Regions from separate parts of the Mus musculus genome. Here region 2 is linked to region 1. Evidence: chromatin contacts called from public promoter capture Hi-C data. All regions are on one chromosome and are shown on one strand. The core of a region is the stretch at or near the end of the contact, and the rest is flanking DNA. Distances in the headings are between cores, read along the strand shown. Region 1 holds the start of E230016M11Rik (RIKEN cDNA E230016M11 gene). Region 2 holds the start of Immt (inner membrane protein, mitochondrial).

Evidence for each region. Promoter capture Hi-C pulls out the DNA fragments that hold promoters and counts their contacts.
Region 2: a promoter capture Hi-C map of pre-B cells shows a contact between it and region 1. The contact joins the promoter of Immt here to the promoter of E230016M11Rik in region 1. A contact is called at or near these places in 2 of 39 promoter capture datasets (cranial neural crest and pre-B cells).

The regions. Positions count from the first base shown.
Region 1 is chr6:67,034,494-67,039,103 of GRCm38.p6, reverse strand. E230016M11Rik (RIKEN cDNA E230016M11 gene) reads right to left here and starts at 2,505. Exons shown (of 7, transcript NR_040278.1): 1 at 2,169-2,505. Gadd45a (growth arrest and DNA-damage-inducible 45 alpha) reads left to right here and starts at 1,697. Exons shown (of 4, transcript NM_007836.1): 1 at 1,697-1,903; 2 at 1,993-2,094; 3 at 2,189-2,426; 4 at 3,332-4,008. The coding sequence starts at 1,860. The coding sequence ends at 3,445.
Region 2 is chr6:71,829,245-71,833,854 of GRCm38.p6, reverse strand. It overlaps Immt (inner membrane protein, mitochondrial), which reads right to left and starts at 2,535. Exons shown (of 15, transcript NM_001253681.1): 1 at 2,340-2,535. The coding sequence starts at 2,384.

The DNA.
Region 1 (4,610 bases), core at 1,256-3,755:
CCAGTGTGCTTAACCACTGAGCCAACTCCCCAGTCCCAAGGGATTCTTTAACAAAGCATCGCCATTTAAAGCTTTAAGGCGTAAGTATGAGGTACACAGCACCCAGGGTAAGTCATACACTGACATTTGCTCCTTTACTCAACTTTTGTCTCTTGGGGACATCTCCAATAAGTGAACTAGAAAACCAACCTATAAATTATCCATTAAGTTAAGATTAAGAGAATTTGAAAATATTTTGTCCACAAGAATAAAAACTTGCCGGGTATGGTGGCGCACGCCTTTAATCCCAGCACTCGGGAGGCAGAGGCAGACGGATTTCTAAGTTCGAGGCCAGCCTGGTCTACAAAGTGAGTTCCAAGACAGTCAGGACTACACAGAGAAACCCTGTCTCGAAAAACCACCCCTCCCCCCGCAAAAAAAATCTTAAGGATAACTCACATGTACCTCTGCAAAATTTACTTCTGTAACTGTAAGCTACCCAGTGACCTCAATATTAGCACTGTTAAGAATGCAAGCATATGGGCTGCAATTTCACCACTCTCCGTGACTAGTAGGTTCAGGCAATGCTTTTGTATTTACTGAATAAGCTCATAAAACAAAGAGAGTTTTGAGCTATCCAGTAAAAGTTTGCATTAAAAATTGTTTTTACTTTGTAACTCCTGCTTGCAGTTACGAGGGTTTGCCTTCTACCTACAAGTTGCTATTATCTCAAAGGTGAAATTTGAGCACATGGCTAAAATGTACTACAGTTACAGCTTCATGATTCAGCTTCAGTAATTCAGAGTGAGCTCATAGACAGTAAAGGTGGTGTCATACTCTTCTGCCTGTGATGGGACGCTCAGGGAACATCGTGAGCACCTCGAATTTCCATGATGGCACCTCTGAATACCACAGAATTTCTCTCTTAGCTCTTACTTGATCAGAAGGAGCCTTCTTCAGGAAGGATTCTAAGAACGGTGAATTTGGCTCGTTAAACATGCGATCACCAGCTCCCCACCTTACATGGAGTAGGCAGAAATTTCACCAACTTTTTGTGGAAAAGATTCCAACTTGGTACTGTGCCACCACTACACACAAATGCGATTTTTTTTTTTTTTTTCTTCTCCCTGGAGTTTCAAATTCTCACAACCAACCAAAACCAAATCAAACCAGCCATCAGGGCACCAAAAGACTACTACTGGGAATAAGCAGGTTTACCTGAAACTTGCATATAAACACTGAAGCAAGCTTTGCCCGGCATGTCTGGACACTTAAAAATATGCTTACTAACAACAGCTAGACTGGAGTGCATTAATCCCTGGAAGTAAAATTTAAAAAGCAGCCCCTTAACACAAAGGGCACGAAACGACAATCAAAAGATGTCCACAACCAGAAAAACAATTGGCAGGCTGTTTCAGTCAGAGCTGAGGACACTTGAACCACTGCAAAGCCCTCCGCACCAGAAGGCTCCACAAACTACCTAGAGCTGGCTCAGGACCCCACCAACCGGGTTTCAGCACCACCTTCGTCCCGTGGGCTCCCTCCCGCGTAGCTCCGCCCCTTTCCGCTCAACTCTGCCTTGCTTTGGTGGAGCGAGGGTCTGGGTGTCAACGTCTGCTAATTTGCATAACCCAATGGCCTGACTGCATGCAAATGAAGCTGGACCTGGTTGGCTGAGGGCTAGCCCCATATCTCCGGAATCGGGCCCTTTGTCCTCCAGTGGCCCCGAGGCAGCAGTGCAGAGTTCCCCAGCGAGGCTAGGCGAGCAGCCGGCCGGCCGGAGCGGAGAAGGGAGGGTGGGAGCGAGCGCAGAGCCGGCGCCGCGCACTGTGGGGGCCAGGAGCAGCCCGCGCGCCGAGGGAGGGACTCGCACTTGCAATATGACTTTGGAGGAATTCTCGGCTGCAGAGCAGAAGACCGAAAGGTAAGTGTGCCTGCCGACTCGGTGGCCGCCGCCCCTCCCGCCTCGCGTCCGGGGACCCGGCTGACCCGCTCTCACCCTGCCGCCCGCAGGATGGACACGGTGGGCGATGCCCTGGAGGAAGTGCTCAGCAAGGCTCGGAGTCAGCGCACCATTACGGTCGGCGTGTACGAGGCTGCCAAGCTGCTCAACGTGTAAGTGGCCCGCGTTCCCCGCTCGCCCACCCACCCGCCTCTACCCCGCGCCCCCCTGAGCGTATGCAACTCACCGCTGCCCCGCTGCCCGCAGAGACCCCGATAACGTGGTACTGTGCCTGCTGGCTGCTGACGAAGACGACGACCGGGATGTGGCTCTGCAGATCCATTTCACCCTCATCCGTGCGTTCTGCTGCGAGAACGACATCAACATCCTGCGGGTCAGCAACCCGGGTCGGCTAGCTGAGCTGCTGCTACTGGAGAACGACGCGGGCCCGGCGGAGAGCGGGGGCGCCGCGCAGACCCCGGACCTGCACTGTGTGCTGGTGACGGTAAGAGACCCGGGGCTGCAGCCCAGAATCTGCTGGGGTGGACCTTGTCCGAGCTGAACGCTGATCTCGCGGGGGTTGTGATAGGGTACGGAGCGTGTCTAAGCTCGTGGGTGGCCTCCAGCGGCGGAAGATATCCCTGTGAGTCAGCAAGCTGCCCAGCTGCTACCTCTGCTTACCTCTGCACAACCTCGCGTGGCTAATTCTTTGAGCAGAACAGATTAGATAAAGCCAAATAAATTCCCGGTTTACCCTTCGTTAAGAAGTTAGCTTCATTCTTCATTTGCTGTCAAAGCTAAAGGTAGAAGTGGTGTAGGAGACAGACCTTATTAATTCCCTGGATATAGATAGATACTCTGAAGTGTACCGAGTGGAATTCTTTTCTTTGCTGCTCTTGAGTTTGTTTAAACGAGCTCCCTCCTCCCCACCGCTTAAAAATGTGTGGTGGGTTGATAGTGTTTTCAGAAAGAACCGTGCTGTCTAGGTCTTCTGGTTTTTTGTTTTTGTACTCTTTCTCTTCTGACTTGTGTAGGGAAGTGACTGCCTGGTTACTTGTTGCTGCCAGTAAAATGTGCTATTCATCGTCAGGGAAGATAAGAGTTCAGCAGCTGCCTGCCCTGCAGCCCTCACCGTGCACACAGCCTGAGAATGCTTTTCAGGAGTCTTTTACTTATGACCCACCAGGGTACATGCTTGGAAGGGAGGTCTTAAGAATGGTAACCTCATGCAGAATGGGGTAGTTAATATGCAAAACTCTGTGTAGTTCCGTGCACGTTACAGGTGTTTAGACTATGCTAGATGCTGTTTTTAACAGAATGTTCGGGGTTTGGCCCTTTCAAAAGTAGCACAATTAGTAGCAGAAGCTGATTATTTTCCGGGGAAGTAATTTTTTCAAAATCTGTTCACAGAACCCACATTCATCACAATGGAAGGATCCTGCCTTAAGTCAACTTATTTGTTTTTGCCGGGAAAGTCGCTACATGGATCAGTGGGTGCCCGTGATTAATCTCCCGGAACGGTGATGGCATCCGAATGGAAATAACTGAACCAAATTGCACTGAAGTTTTGAAATACCTTTGTAGTTACTCAAGCAGTCACTCCCCACGCTGATGCAAGGATTACAGAAACTGATGTCAAGGGGCCGAGTTCAACTGCACGAGGGCTCAGAGATGACTTTGCAGAGGGAGAGAGAGGTGAGCCTGAAGAAGGAAGCTGCGAGAAAAGAGAAATCCAAGGCAAAAGGGACAAAAACTACAAAGCACTGCAAGAAAGAAAACTGCTAATTTAGGATGGCCAGGTTACTTTCAAATAAGCCAAATATTGCTTTGTTGAAACTTTAAATGTATAGCAATAGTTTGGGTATTTTTTTTCTTTTTTTTTTTTGGTCTTTATGCCCTCAAATAAAAGGAAAGTAAAAGAGGATTAATCATATTTTCAAGCCACAGTTTAAATGTATTTTGATGAGATGTTAAATTCTCAGAAGTTTTATTATAAATCTTACTAAGTTATTTTATGATGTGAAAGGTTATTTATGATAAAGTTTTTGAAGCACATTATCTAAAATAAACTGGTATGGAATAATTGTGTCATTTCTCAACGTGTGGTTTGTGTTTTACAATATTGATTATTGGACATTCTATTGAAGCTTTGCTGTATTTTACACTAGGCAGGAAGATGGTGGGGGGGGGCGGTTGTAGAGGGTCGGGGTAAGGAAAAAGGGAATATGGCAAGATTCACCTTGCAAAGTCTAAATTACAGTGAATGACTTAAATGCTATAATTAATTGCATGCAAAACGTGGAAGCAGAGAGGAGGGTTACCAAAGCTGCTTGAAGATGAGTGAAGCTTTTACTGAGGAAAAAACATTTCATTGGAGGCATCAAAGATCACAGCCTGCAGAGAGACCTACGAGGGTGTCTCTGCCTGCCTCTGGTGTAGGCAGATAAGTGAGAGAGGGTTGGAAAGGTGGGGGTTCAGCTCAGATGCTGACAGGAGTTCTTGCATCACCATTATGTATTTGAGCTTCTTTCTGTGAACTTGCCACAGTCTGCAGAAGGAAGTGACCTGGTCAGTGTTGTAGGTAGATAACTTGGGGAGGTATGGGGTAGTAAATAGGGTGAGTGGCTGGCTATACAGTACCAGCGTAAGGGAGAACCGTGGCAAAGGGCAGGTTTTGTCAAGTTGTAGC
Region 2 (4,610 bases), core at 1,286-3,785, 4.8 Mb before region 1:
TAAAAGTCCTTTAGTAGCAATTAAAGAACTTATTTGAAGAGAAAGGTAAAAAGGCAAGACATGAAAGCAGATGAAATTTGCCAAAAACTGGAATCATTTGGTAAGTTGATAAAAAACAAATTTGAGGGGTTGGGGATTTAGCTCAGTGGTAGAGCACTTGCCTAGCAAGCACAAGGCCCTGGGTTCAGTCCTCAGCTCTGGAAAAAACAAAACAAAATTGAATGTAAAAACATAAATGCAAAATTGAGAGGAGGAAGAAGGGGAGAGAGGGAGAGACAGAAGGGGAGGAAGGGAGGTGGGAGAAAGAGAGAGAGAGAGAAAGAAAGAAAGAAAGAAAGAAAGAAAGAAAGAGAGAGAATGAGAACACTCAGGAAAATAATCACAGAAGATTCACAACCTGGACTGGGTATGAAACCGAGGAGAGGTAACCAGCCAGGCCGCAGACATAGAATAGTATAAATGAGACATATAAGATACTAACTAGTCAGGGGACAAGCCCTGCTTAAGACCTAGGCATTTATTCATGAATAATAAGCCTCCCAAGTCATTACACAGGAACAGGGCCATAAATGGAAAAGCTCACTTATATTTAATGTTCTTCCAGAGGACCTGAGTTCAGTATCAGTGTCAGGGAGTCTACAACCACTGATTAACCTTAGCACTGGGGGATACAGTATCCTCTTCTGGCCTCCATAGGTGTGTACATGTACACATATTCATTCATTCACACACACACACACTCTCTCTCACTCTCTCTCTCTCAGACAGACAGATAGACACACACACAAATAAGCAGCAATATCAAATGCTACAGAATGAATGAAGAGGTAATGACAATAAACCTATGAATTTGTTGACAGTGACTTCAGGGAACTTTAAAATGTTTGTTGAGAGCTAGAATACCATTCATGTTTTAGTCTCTAACTGAGCTCCCCAAAAAGAAATCTGAATTAGGGAAGTTACTCAGGTAGGGCTAGTCTAGTAAATAAATCAATGAGAGAAGAGATGTTGAAGTAAAGACAGAAAGAAGCACATGGTAATACTAAATGTGTTGTGTTTCGTGTTTGGTGTTAGGAATGGCCTGTAAGTGCCTTGTGGCAAGAAATTGTTAGAAGGTTCTAAAAGCTGAGAGCAGCCACCTGCAAGACACAGGAGAGAACATGGACTTTAGTGCAACACCTGAAGGGGCTGGATTTAGCTAATTATGAATTTGGAGGAAGTAAAAAGTACTATCTACAAATGAGAATCAAAGCACAGCTAATACTTCTCAACAAAGCCTTGCATGACTCTAAGCTGAGACTCCACAACACTAATGTCCAGACTACTACAAAAACTGGAAGATAATCAATGAGGGTGTAGTTACAGGCTGCTTAATGTGTGCTGTTGGATAAATACCAACAGAAAACTAATACGGGGCTCACTTCCCTATGCAAGAGGCTGAAGGACAAACAGTAAAGCAAAAATAAAGAACAAAACTGCTTAACTTCAATCATCTCAGGATGACCCTGTCTCGAAACTTTATCCAATTACTGCTCAAGTTGCAGCATGTTCCTCATAACCTTTCAAGTGTTAGTTTTCTAAAACTTCTGAGTAATGGAAATGGGGTTTTTATTTTCAACTGTAGAAAGTTATACTGACAGTTATGAAAAATTAAAGAGAGACAAAACAGGGCGCCTAAGATACCTGAATGTCAGACATGGTTCCAGTGCTTAGAGACACTGATCCCCAAGCTAATCTCAGAAATAAGCACAAGGTCATGACTTCTGTCCTCCTTCAGCACCAGAAGTTTAAGCTCGAGAAATGAAAAATCTTTCACCTTTTACTATAAGACTAGCTCAAAGGCGCTCTCGGCTACGGAAACAAAAGGAACCCACTCCCAGATTAACAGCAACTTTGACCCCTAGGCTCTCCACCAGTCCAGGAACCTGCTTATTAAAGATGCAACAAGCCCTGAGAAGCAATCCCTGCTGGGAACTGTAGTTCTCCCGCGCCGACCTTCACGATTGGAAACCTATCACGTGCCCAACCGGCGGCCCAGACGCCAGCAGCCAGGATTGGTCCGAGACTGAGATAAGGAGGTACTGATTGGATACCAGGTCCCTGAAGCCACGCCTCAGCGGCACACCCGCCTCCCCGCGCTCCACACCCCAGCCCGCTTCTTCAGCAATAACCCTCGAGTCATTCCAGTCCAGCGGCCGCCCTAGAGGACTGCCTCGGTTCCCCGCACTAGGGGTGGCTCTGCCTGGGGGGGGTGCGCATCATGGATGCCTCTCACGTTGTCCGTTGGCAGTCCGCAGTCAGCGTGACCACGCGCCCCTTCGGAGAGACCCCACGCTCACCTGGGCCGCGACGGTCACGCCGGATAACTGACAGGCCCGCAGCATTTCTGCCGAAGCGACAGCGCTGCTGGTGGACGCGGGAACGACCGCGGCCGCACGAGAGGAGGGCGTGCGTGCTGGTGTGCGTGCCCGCGTCTGTACAGCCTAGCTGCGTCCGGCGCACCGGAAGGGCCACCGGCACCACTGCGCACGCGCCGCCTCCTCCCCTGCTACAGCCGAGGCGGCTCCCTGAGGGTGGGACTCACCCCGGCTGCGAAAAGGGGAGTAAAGCGGTGATTGGCGACTAGGAGGCGGAAGGGCAGGTTCTCCTTCCGGGTCGCGCTTGGGCGCTAGTTTGTCTGCAGATGACCGGGTTACTAGGTGAACTGGCCGGAGAGTGCTGTGTAAAGTTCGACTGTGACTCTTAGAATTAAAGCGTTGGTGAATTAAATTAGAATTAGACTCTTAGAATTAAAGGGATGGGGAGGTGGATCCGGTAGGGACGCCTGCTCCCAGTCCTGACGACCTGAAATTTGCGACCTCTCTGGTGGCAATAGAATCGATTCCAATTAGTTGTCCGCTGACTTCTTTATGGAGCTGAGGCACACGTATGCCTACAGGGTTTTTTTTTTTTTTTTGGTTTTTTTTTTTTTTTTTTTTTTTTTTTTTTCTTTTCCAAAGGGTTGCTGAAGAATAAGCGAATGTGCTGAAGGCATCCTGGGGCAGAATGTGTTTCCGGTGTCTTTAAATAGTAGAGAACGGATAGGAACCCAAATTCTAAGTTCAGGTTTTTACTTAAGTCACACCGCTTTTTTTTTTTTTTTTTTTTTTTTTTTGCCACTTTTATTTTATAAAGATGATTTCGGTCGCAGTTTTGGGGACGGTTTGGAAGACTCTTCCAAGCGTTCTGAGTTTAACAATGTGTTAAAAATTGACTGTCGTTAATATTCTATGTAAATTCCACTATGATTATGTGGTTCTCTTACCATAATAACATAGAAAAATAATTTTCAAAATCTGTTGGAGGCTGGACCTAGTCGTGCATGCTTTTAATCCCAGCGCTAGAGAGGTAGAGGTAGGCAGATATCTTTTGAGTTCAAGGCCAGCTTGATCTACAGAGTTCCAGGACAGCCAGCTGAATATATTGAGACCCTGTCTTGAAAACCACAAAACAACAAATCTGTTTGCAAAATACTTACAAGCCATAAGTAGGTGATTTGTTATGATACGATACAGATAAAAAAAAGCTGCACTTTTATTTTCATTTATAAAATAAATGAAGTCCAGTGTTGTGGTCACACTGTAAATGACAGCACTTGGGAGGCTGTTGCAGGATTGGACTACATAAATTTCAAACAAAAAACAGGAAAGATTTGAAAAATATCAAAAATGTGTTTATGTTCTATATTATCTACGTTCTATACATGCCAAGCTTTTCAGAGCACTTCAGTAATGTACTTGTCGATCTTTGTCATGTCATCATTCGACAGCCTCCAGTCCTCCCATTTTCTTAGTAAATCTAGCAGTCTGGCTCCATCCCTGTTCACCGCTGCTCTGGTTCTTGCCAGCGTGATAACGTCTCGCACACTGTTGACCCGGGGCTGCTTTTGTACTACACTTCGGACCTTGTACTACAGACAGTCTCCTTGGCTTTAAGATCTCATTCTTCAGGGCTGGAGAAATGGTTCAATGTCTAAGAGCATATATTATTCTTGTAGAGGACCCAGATTCAGTTCACAGCCCCAATATCAGGCAGCTTACAACTTCCTATAAATTATCAGAGAGCCCTCCAGATACAGACACAGACATGATTTATAAAAATAAATCTTAAGCCGGGCATTGGTGGCGCATGCCTTTAATCCCAGCACTTGGGAGGCAGAGGAAGGCGGATTTCTGAGTTCGAGGCCAGCCTGGTCTACAAAGTGAGTTCCAGGACAGTGAAGGCTACACAGAGAAACCCTGTCTTGGAAAACAAAAACAGCAAAGCTGGATCTGGGTGCAGGTGTGCAGGGCATCTGAGTTCGGTTCCCAGCACCCACCTCAGGCAGCTCATAACCTTTAACTGCAGCCCCAGGAGATTCTGCGGTACCTTCACTAATGTGTTGTATATAGTTTGAGAAAGAAAGATCTTTTAAAAGATCTTTATGGATCTGGAGAGGGCATTGGCCACTCCCTCAGAGACCAAGGTTGAGTGTCCTGTGTACAACACACCACGACCACCCCCCACACCATGGCTTGCAAACATCTGTAACTCCAGTTCCAGGTGATCCAGTGCCCTGTTTTGACCTCTGT